2 separate regions of the Mus musculus genome follow, and region 1 is linked to region 2. A link is a contact called in public Hi-C data. All regions are on one chromosome and are shown on one strand. Each heading gives the region's core, a stretch centred on a gene start, on an enhancer-like site or on the middle of the called end of the contact. The rest is flanking DNA. Distances are from core to core; before and after follow the strand shown.

The links. A called contact is a pair of places that touch in the nucleus more often than the background predicts.
Region 1: a contact with region 2 is called in a Hi-C map of the N1E-115 cell line, with 5 times the contacts expected there. The contact joins two enhancer-like sites. A contact is called at or near these places in 7 of 484 Hi-C or Micro-C datasets (the AML12 cell line, the N1E-115 cell line, cerebral cortex and 3 more) and 2 of 115 datasets of contacts at active chromatin or transcription factors (cardiomyocytes and heart atrium).

The regions. Positions count from the first base shown.
Region 1 is chr6:93,440,228-93,445,669 of GRCm38.p6, forward strand. No RefSeq gene overlaps it. Among named protein-coding and RNA genes, the nearest start is that of Gm22312, 67 kb to the right of the region's middle. Within about 2 kb of position 4,129, at least 45 of the 459 cell types and tissues checked have an H3K27ac peak or open chromatin away from gene starts, as enhancers often do. A contact at or near this core is called in the N1E-115 cell line, where this site is marked.
Region 2 is chr6:93,092,153-93,097,230 of GRCm38.p6, forward strand. The region is part of intron 1 of 9530026P05Rik (RIKEN cDNA 9530026P05 gene); the gene reads left to right. Among named protein-coding and RNA genes, the nearest start is that of Gm38863, 99 kb to the right of the region's middle. Within about 2 kb of position 3,144, at least 6 of the 459 cell types and tissues checked have an H3K27ac peak or open chromatin away from gene starts, as enhancers often do. A contact at or near this core is called in the N1E-115 cell line, where this site is marked.

The DNA.
Region 1 (5,442 bases), core at 2,879-5,378, 350 kb after region 2:
TGACCTATTCCTCACAAAAACAAATAGCAAAATAAATAAAATCAACCATCCTTAAAAGGTAACCAGTCTAGCAATTCTCTTCTGTCTTGAAAGATGGACAGGGTGACTTGGGCAAAGCAATCTATTGTCAATATAAGGTTTGTGTGCCTTTCACAGGGCTGAATACTTACCTTGAAATGACAAGGTAGAGAGAAATGGTGACAAGGTGCAGAGACACACAGGGAGAGAGAGAGAAGTTGATCTATTAGCCCTCAGAACAGAAATGCTCAAGATAGAGTATGGCTTTCGAAGCCTATAGTTTAGACATCTACATGACATAACTACATTCGGTTTTCCTCCCTGTCTCTACTCTGTCTTCCATTCTGTTCATGTGATCAGTACCACAAAAATCAAGGCTCTGATATAACCAGGTGAAGAGAAAGCGGATGTGAAGTTTTATTGTGCCTCATTGGATTCCACTGAACAATTCATTCATTATTTCTCTCACAGAGTTGCTTTCTGATGACAATCACTGATGATAGCACCCTGGTTTGGTGACATCATTTCACAAGCATATGTGTCTTTATAGTCTATTTCTCCAAAAGCAACCAATAAAATCATGATTACTAATTCCAAGAAGCATGAAGAGCCATCTTGGGCTTTCTTCTAGTCTAATAAGAGAGGTCACGAGCTGTGTCTCCTAAGCTATAAAGGAAAGTCTCCAAGGAAGCAGAAGAAACAGCAGCCTCTCAAGCAAGCTGCAGCCTCCACTGCAAAGTACACATATCTCAGTGCCCTTTAGGGTCCTCATGTCATTTCAATCTCTTCTTCTATGTGTACAAGAATAGAGACGATTTTGGGCAAGTCTCTCCTATAGGCTGGGCAAATATGAAAACATACAAACTTCCCAATGCCAAGTTCATCACAGCCCAGTGAGACAGGCCACCAGCATATTGCAGAATAACATAAATGTAGACTGAGCAGGCTGGAACTTTTAGCCAACATATCTTAATTTTGAACAAATACCATCTATCCAGACTCTGTGAGTTTAAATCTTGGTTCCATCAGTTATCGATACTATTGCTTCAGGCAAGTCACTCAACTTTCCTTTGCCGTGTTTTCTCTGACCATAAAATGCAATTGACATGATTTTATCATCACTCCTCCATAACATTTTACATGCTTTTCTGCAAATGAATATAATTAGTGCTATGCCCTCCTTACTCAGCTGCCTCTGAGGACTCCATGACAGAGTCCACCAAGCATCAGGATAGAAATATATTCCTTGCCACAGTAGGTCATGGTTGTAGTTCACAGGGTTTATAGCTGGGTAAGACTCTTGATGACTCTGTCCCTCCAGCAGCCTGCATAGCACCTTCTAGTGTTACATAAACTGCTCTGCAGGGAAAAAGCTTCCCAGTCAGTACCAACTTGATATCTCCATGTTCTGTGACCAAAGTATATAGCATCATCAGCAATAGGGTCTTACTCTCAAGTTCCAGTGGGCAACTGTCGTAGTTAGGGTTTCTATTTGCTATGAAGAGACACCATGACCATGGCAACTCTTACACATACAGTAGAGGACTTCTGGGTCTGTGTTCATTCAAAGATGATGCACCTAACCCTCAAGAGATTGGAGGATCCACGAAGTTTAGAGGTCAGGTGGGGTGGGAGGTGGGGATATCCATGTGGAGACAGGGGGTTGAGGAGGAGGTATGGGATGTGGAGCAGTTGGAGGGTGGGTGGGGGGGGGGGATAAAATATGGAGTGTAGAAAATAAATTAATTTTAAAAATAAAAAAAAAAGAAAACATTTAATTGGGGCTGGCATGTAGTTCTGAGGTTCAGTCCATTATCAGCCTGGCAGGTAGCATGGGGGCATGAAGGCAGACATGGTACTGGAGTGTTGACTGAGAGTTTCCCATTGGATCAGCAGGCAGCAGAAAGAGAGAGTAAGCCACTGTAGCTGGTTTGAGCTTCTGAAACCTCAAAGCCCTCCCCACAGTGACAAACTTCCTCCAACAAGCCCATACCTGTTTCAACAAAGCCAGACATTCAAATAATGTCATACCCTGTGAGCCTATGGGACCATTTTCATTCAAACCACCACAGCAATGCCAATAGCCTGCATTGTTTGTGGACTCTCCAGGATATCCTGTGACCAACAACTTGACGGGAGGCATCCCATGCCTGGCACTGGACATTTTGTTTGGTAATCTGTAGCTCCTGGAAGGAGCACCCATCTATGCATAGGATAGCTCCAATTAGACTCATGTTAAGCTTACAAACTACTAAGTTTCCACACAACATTTTCAAATACCTTTAATGTTAGTTATCCTTCCCCTGACACTCTCCCCCACCCTACCTTCCCAGCCTCTCGGGCACACGCATGGGTACAACAGAGGCATAATGTTATAGAGTACTCACCAACTTCTGATTGGCTTTAAGGCCTGATCTACAGAAGGAAGCACATGCCTGGTACTGTAAATCTAACCAAGAACTCATGGCTGAGAAGTCCATAAGTGAACCTACCTTTATTATTTTACTAAATGGACTTATTAATAAAATGCCCTGTAAATAGTTGGCTCTGTATCCATAGCTCAGTGCAACTCCCGGTGTTCATCAGAGAAGCTACTCTGTGCAGTAGATGGTGGTTAAGACAGAAACTCACGACTGGTCTAAGTGTAAGGGATAAGTGTCTATACTATAGGGTGCTTAGCCACAAATGGGACATCCATACACACCCCTTCCTGAGGGCTCAGGGACCACCATGAGAAAAGGACAGAAGGATTGTAAGGGCCAGAGATCAGAGTGGACTTCAACAACACAGCGCAGCATTCTCTGGACATGACAGGATCAATGTACTCATAAACTCACGGAGCTGTTGGTTGCTTCCATGAGACCTCCACAAGATCAGGCCAGTTCTGGCATGGAGTGGGGGTAGGCTCATGAGCCCCCTCTAGCTGAGGAGATATTGATAGTTGATTGTTTTTTGTTTTTGTTTTTGTTTTTTTTTGAGAGGGGGAGTCAGTTTTTTTAAGGGTGTGCCTCTAGTAGGTTACCCATACTTCAATGGATGACCCCACACCCATGAATATAAGATCAGCACAAATTGGACTTTGTGGGTATTTTTTAAGAAATATAAATCTGGGAAGGGGTTAGAGAGTGGGTCTGAGAGGGTAGGAGAGATGATCAAAATACACTGATGATCAAAATGTGAATGATCAAAATACATTGTATGAAGGTATTAAATTCCCAAAGAATTAATAAAAATACCATTTTTTAAAAAATAAGGAAATACAAACCAAAGTTCTCCATCCAGCCCAGGACCTAGTCACTGTGTTACCCTGGGCAATCAGTGTCATGGTAGTCACCTGGCCACCTACAGGATGGGGGAGCTAAAGCAACCATCCCCAATGTCCCTCCTGCTTTCTTCTAAGAATACCTCCAAATCCGACAAGTATTTTAACATCAGGCTTGAAGTAACTGCAGTCATGGAAAACCTAAGAGTCCTTTGTTACATAAAGAAACTGCCAGGATAATAGGAAATACAAACCGCTTGTATAAACGTGGCTAAAAAAGAAAACTTAAGAGAGAGACCTCTTAGCAAGGCTTTAGAAAGACTCTGAGATAATATCCTGAGAGGATATAGCTTCTCATTACCATCTTTCGGTCCAAACAGCCAAAGAATGAGGCGTTTCCCTCTGGTCCCCTGGTCCCCTGGTCCTCTGGTCCTTGCCGTGAGTGCTCCTCCCCAGCCTTGTTTTCCTGTATTGGATAACTAGTAACAGCTTCCTTGGCCTAGCCGTCAGCTGGCTTGTGATTTATAAAACAGACTCCAAAGCAACCTTTGCCTTGCTGGACACTGAGAATTAGGCTTTCTGTACCTTATAGCATTCTGAGGGAGTCTTAACCTGATACTTAGCTGATACAGAATACTGTGTCTGTGTAAGGCAGAATAGTCCTCAGCCTGCCACAGAGCCAGGTCCTTGGCATGCCAGGAAATAGATGCTTTTTGTTCAGGAACAAATCACTGCCCAGACCTCTCCGCAGAAGCAAATGTCATCCTGTCATTATTTTCTCCCTGACCTGTGCTCGGGGCACAAATGCATTTCCCAGCAGTATCAAGCACTGTTCTCTGGAAGCTCCATCCTGCAGCCTCCCTATCCGTGATAGGGATGGGGGAGGGGACTCCCGGCACTGCCATGGAGTATGTGCCCTCTTTTGTGTGCCTAATTGTCCATGTAAAAAGCACGAAGGTAATTACTGGGGCAAAATCCACACAGGAATGTCAGTGGGTGTATTATCTCGTAGTCCAAAGAAATAGTGGGGAGTGGAAATAGCTTTTGAGCACGTACAATTCGTCAGTTCTCAGGTGTCAAATTAAATCCAAATAAGAGCCGTGGAGAATGCAGGCTTCTATTCCCATGTTATGAAGCCAATTGCCCAGTGCCTCCCCTGGCACATTAGTTAGTTTTTCATTACAGTATTCAAAATAAGTCACATAAAAAAATTAAGGGAAGAAGAATTCACTTTGACTCACAGTGTCACAGGGATCAAAGGACAATCCTTTGGACCTCCACACGTAGGAGCATATCATGGTCATGTGAACATGTGGTAGAAGTGTTTCTTTGCCTCATTTTGGATGGGAAACAGAAAGAGGGAGACAGGAAAGGGGCAGGGACAAGATACCCCAAGAACCTGCCCCAGTGATGATATACTACCTCCAACTGGGCCTGTATTCTAAAGATTCCAGAACTCCCCCCCCCCCCCATAGCTCCACCAACTGGGAACTAAATGTTCAACAACTAAGCTCTTGTGAAACTAAGCATTTCATCCCCAGATATTACAGTCATATAGCTACTACTGAGCTGAAATCCAGGTCCAGATTTGCTTATTTTTCAAGCCTGAGTTTCTTTCCTTGCTCTTGGAATACCCACATACCACTTGATGTTCCCGAGAACACATGCACGATTTCCTAGTTTTTACACCGATGAAGTTTCCAACATGATGGGTAGGGCTTTCCCTATAAGTGTGTCATAAGTAAGTTTTCTTTAAGAAGAACCTGAAATTTTAAAGCATCTTGCTTACTTGAAAAGACAGATCACAGGCCACATTACAAACAAAATAGCTCCCCCTAGAGTTTCCACTCGGTGAACATTCAGACTTCAGGAAGTCAGGGTTGGAAGAAAAGCCCCTGGTCAGATGTTTTGCAAGGTGTGCGTTGCCTCTTATTGGAGAATGATTGTCATTCCATCTGCTAAGAGAGGTTTTGCTACTACTGTTCAGGACATCCCTTCCACACTTAGCAAACTTTCTTTAGTGTCCACAACAATTATGGGGGGTCAGGGGTTGAGTGTTGAGGAGATCGCCGTGCTGAGTCTAGTGCGGGCGTTGGATTTGACCTACTCTAGACGTGCTTTCTGGCGGCAGAATTCCCTTCAGGCTTCCAGCGCGTATCTGG
Region 2 (5,078 bases), core at 1,894-4,393:
TTATTCTCTTTCCCGTGATGTGTTTTTAAAGGTCATCCATGCTGTAGTGGATGGAAGCCACTCTGCCTTGAGGCTTGTGTTCTGCTGAATGTGTCTTCATTTCAGTTACTCACCCATCTGTCAGGGAGCATTTGGCTGTGTCAAGGCTGGAGTGTTAAGTGTTTCAGTGGACACATTGGAAAAAGCCAGTTGAAAGGCAGTAGTTTGTTTTACTACTGTTCTTGTGCTATTGGCTAAACTTCGGATTTATGATAATACAAGATATGTTTAACCTGATATGTCCAAATTGCTGTGCTCTCGCTATGTAATCACAATACAGATGATTAATGATGCATTTTACATCTTTTATTTACTACCTCGTCTTTAAAATCCAGTGTGTATTTCATTCTGAAACATTTTAGTGCATGGCCACATTTCACTTCTGCCTGACTGCCTTTCAGGGAATTCACAGTCACATGAAGCTGGGCGTTCCACACAGGATAATGCTGTTCTCCATAAGAGTTAAATGATCTTGCCTTCATGATGCTGTTTTGATTCTCCAGTTTTAGCTATATAACTTTTTCATTTGCTTCAAATGGTATTTAAACCCTCCTTTTCAATCATTCACAATTACCTTGCTCTTTGAAACAAAGACTATTAGAAAGATATTACTTAATCACAATTAGAAAACCACACCTGTGTAAATGAGACAAGGGACAATACAAGGTGCTACCCTCTCCTCAGCTCAGAGTGAAGATGGCTCCATGGCTGCTGTAGAGAGCTGATACCCAATTCCAAGCAATTTCTCTTTTGATTTAATTGTTTCCTTCCTTCCTTCCTTCCTTCCTTCCTTCCTTCCTTCCTCCCTCCCTCCCTCCCTCTCCCTCTCCCTCTCCCTCTCCCTCTCCCTCTCCCTCTCCCTCTCCCTCTCCCTCTCCCTCTCCCTCTCCCTCTCCCTCTCCCTCTCCCTCTCCCTCTCCCTCTCTAACAGACTTTTACTAAATATCCTGCCTCAGCCTCCTGAGTGCCAGGATTACAGGCACGTGCTCTCAAGTTCAGTTTGGTTTATTATGGTTTTGTATGTAACGTATATTGTGTTAAAATAATTTTGTTAAACATTCAAGTAATTGCCTTTATAGAAAAGAGTTTTCTAAGAGAAAACCAGAAACCTCACTGAACTTCAGGGGTGATTGTGGAAGTACAGGCAGAATCAGGAAGGAAGGAAGGAAGGAAGGAAGGAAGGAAGGAAGGAAGGAAGGAAGGCAGGCAGGCTCTTCACAGAGACAGTTTCCTATATAGCAGTCCCTGCTCTCAGTGTTATGTACTACACTGAGCTGTGTAACATTATCAATCATAGAATGTTTTCCAAAAAACTGTCAATTTTATGGGTTTAGCATAGCATGCTCTTTCACTAGCATATCTGGAATTATCAAAGTCTTCATGAAAAGACAGATTCTGTGGAGGGTCTTAAACTCTGCATATTACATTGGCACACAGGAAGGTGAGACCAGTAGAAAGAAGGAGGTGTCCCAACAGCAGCCGCAATGCCAGTGCTTTTTAAGTGTATAGACTGTGACAGGAACTGCATTCTGCATATATCCTCCCTTCATTCTTACTGCAACCTTGATGACGTTGCTCTTCCAATACTGGAATTAAAATGACCAGCTTCGGAGCAGTAAATACAACAATGGAGATCACACAGTTCCAACCCTAAAGCACCCACTCACCATCCTGCTTTGTCAAGAACTGAGCTGTTTCTAGGGTACAGGGCTTGTGTTTTTCAAACAGTAGTTGTGACCACATTCAGGGCAAGTTGAACAACCCTGAGCCAGAATTCTATGGCAACTGGCAGCCCTTCCCCATCAGCCTGAAGAGGTCTATTCTCTAAGCATAAAGCACACATGACAGGGCTGGTCACCTTCCAGTTTTTCAAGCCTTCTCCTTGCTGACCTGGCCAACAAGAATACTTGTTGGCTGTGAACGGTCAGAACATACACAATTAAGTACAAGTGAAGGTGGGGACCATGTATATTTGACAAAAGGGTCTTCAGAGAACTCTTTGATGTCTACATCAGGGGTTTCTAACCTGAGATAGAGGGTGAGGGGCATCCATGAATTTGAAGGGGAAGATTGCATCTATCATGACTTATACCCATATTTACCCCAAATTACACTTCCTTCTATTGTAATGTAGAGAATAAGCCACAGCGGCGTTAGCTTTACTTGTGGCTACTGTCCTGCACATCCAACATTTATAAGTTGTCGATATTTATAGCATAGCTCTGTTTGTTGAAGTACTTCAAACTGTCAATTAAATGTGTCACCATTATAAAATTACTGCAACTATCAGACTGATGCTGGCCCTCAGTTGAATACATTAGTGACATACATGAGCTAACTCACCTGTTTGGGGGAGAAAGGATTTTTGCTAACACGAATTTTAATGTAATTAGTTTTCTTTGCAATTTTGTGCTCCTTGTTTTATTATGCCAAAATACTATTTTTACGAAGGAATCTATATCCTGTAAAAGATCGCAATATCACGCTTCAAATCAAGGAGAGGCACGCATTCAGCCTTTGATTCCCAGTGACATTGTCTTGCACCTTGGCTCTCCACTCATCCAACATGTCTGCAGAGGGTGAACCTCCTCCATCCCCACTAGAGACTCCCACTGCGGTCACTGGGAGGTGTTGGGCCCCAGACAACAGAACTGAGGAAAGACCCATTCAGTACCTAAGAGGGGAAGGACAAGGTTTCAAGAACTCTCCTGTAACTCGGTCCAGTCCAGCATTCCTTTCTGGGCATTTCTCCCTTTTGCTAACCAGTTGTGAGAGTCCTTTTGTGAATAACATATCTGGATTAGTTTGCTGAACAATTGCTTTGGCTCAGTTAGCCTCTGATTGTCCTTGCTTTTGTGAGTCAAAAAGCCTTAATCTTATTTGAATGCAATTTAATTCCCTAGAGATCTGAGTCTTTAGTCCTCCCGGTTTATAAAGTGAGGGCTTAGAGCATTTCCAGGGGAGGTGACAGGGTGCTCCTTTCAAGCTGGGTCAATCTACCAAGGAAATAATTAGATAAACGCAAACTCCAATCCAGAGAGGAGGAGGAAAAGAATTTCTCCACAAATTACTTTTAGGACATCTAAGTGGAATTGAATTAGGATGTCAAGGGCCAGAGAGCTCTCAGGAGGTCATGTGATCTAGTACGCTGTTACTGGGCAAGAGCACAGATGGGCAAGTCAAGCTTTCATTTAAAAGGCCTGAGAGTGAGAATCGAACATTTTACCTAGGCACCAATGCGGGTCTTGCAAGATAGGCTAGGGGACTTTGTGGAATTCAAGGGATACTCAGTAAAAAATGCAATATAATTAATTAATCAGTCTTTAAAGATTTATTTATTTTTATTTTATATGTGTGTCTTGACTTTCTGTTTGCCTGTGAATGCCTGGTACTCACTGAAGCCAGAAGAGGGCATCATATCCCTGGAACTGGAATTAGAGATGGTTAGCTGTGGTATGGGTGCTGGGAATTGAACCTGCGTCCTTTAAAAGAATAGCCAGTGCTTGTAACCTCTGAGCCATCTCTTCAGTCTCAGTCATTAAACAGGTTTATAATTAAATGCTTGTTTATTAAAACCCTGCTATATGTCAAAGACTATCTTAGGCATTAGAGTCATATCTGTCAATTTATATTCCAGTGAGTGAAGGGAAGAATAACTAATAAGATAGTTGAAGGGTTTGTTAGACATCAGTGTATTTATTAAAAATGGAAAACATTGGATCAGGAATGAAATAATGGATTCCATGTGTTATACATGTATAAAGATAGGTGGATGGATAGATAGATGGATGGATAGGTATGTAGGTAAATAGATAGATAGATAGATAGATAGATAGATAGATAGATAGATAGATAGATAGATAGATAGATTTCAAAAGAAGGATTTAAGTCGGGAAGGGAAATTAACTAAAAAGAGGGCCAGAAGAAGGTAGAGAGAATGGGGAAATGTGAACAACATAGATCATATATGTCTATGCAAAATTTAAAGAATAAGACATTGTTCCATTTTTAAAAAATAGCAGTATGTGCCAAGTCAGGTGTTTCTATAAACAAATAAGCATGGGGGTTTTCTATATGCTAAGAGTTTAAAATGGAACCTTCCATGATATTTTTCATAAATAATGTATGTAATATAGAGATATAATGCACATGACATTTTTGTTAGTCCCTTGTATACAGTGGGGTTGTTTGAGTATAATAGATTCAGACAGACTTTGGGCAAAATAGGATTTAGGGGTAGTAGTGGTGACAGAGTTCTCTTTGAAGAGTCTCATTCAGTAGAGAACACCTCTGCCCCCATCTTATCCATCTAGGTCTAGGCAGGGTGAGAGGAATAAAAGAAAACTTCAGCAAGAAAAATGGTAACATACTGCCCAGAGGGAAAAGACCAGTGCACCTGAATTAACAGCCTGAGCTAGGTCAGCAGGATGGATTTGGTTCAGGAAGAAGATATTGGAGAAGGAGTGTTATAGATCTCAGTGGCCGGCCATAACCCACTAGAATGACAGGGTTGCCTGGGTGGAGTCTGATTTTACATCTCATATGCACAGCTCTGAACCACACATGGTGTATGCTTCAGATGAATCACAAATACGAAGTTACACACTGTCTAGTGGGTATGTCATGAACTGTACCACACAGGGCTGTGTAAGCACATTAAATGGTGGCCACATAACACCACAGCACCATCACCTATGCACCACTTCTCAGAATTTGTCCCTGTTACCAAGCAATTCATGACTATGTTGTGCTTTCTCTAACAAGTTACTAATTTATTTGAAAGTGAACAGACTACACACACAAAAATGGTAAAAATCTTTATAAGAAACATGTAAGTAGATTCTTGGACAGTACGTAATCTCTGCGTAGAAAATGTTTACCTTACGGATAGTCCTCCGATAGTAGGCAGAAAGCAAAGCATGAGCACAGACAGCTTCAGAGCCTTCTTCTTAAGCAGAACAAAAGCACAGTGCACTTGACTTTGGCCTTATCACCCCCCCCCCCACCCAGTGTTGCTTTGGTTAGGACTTGCCCATCCA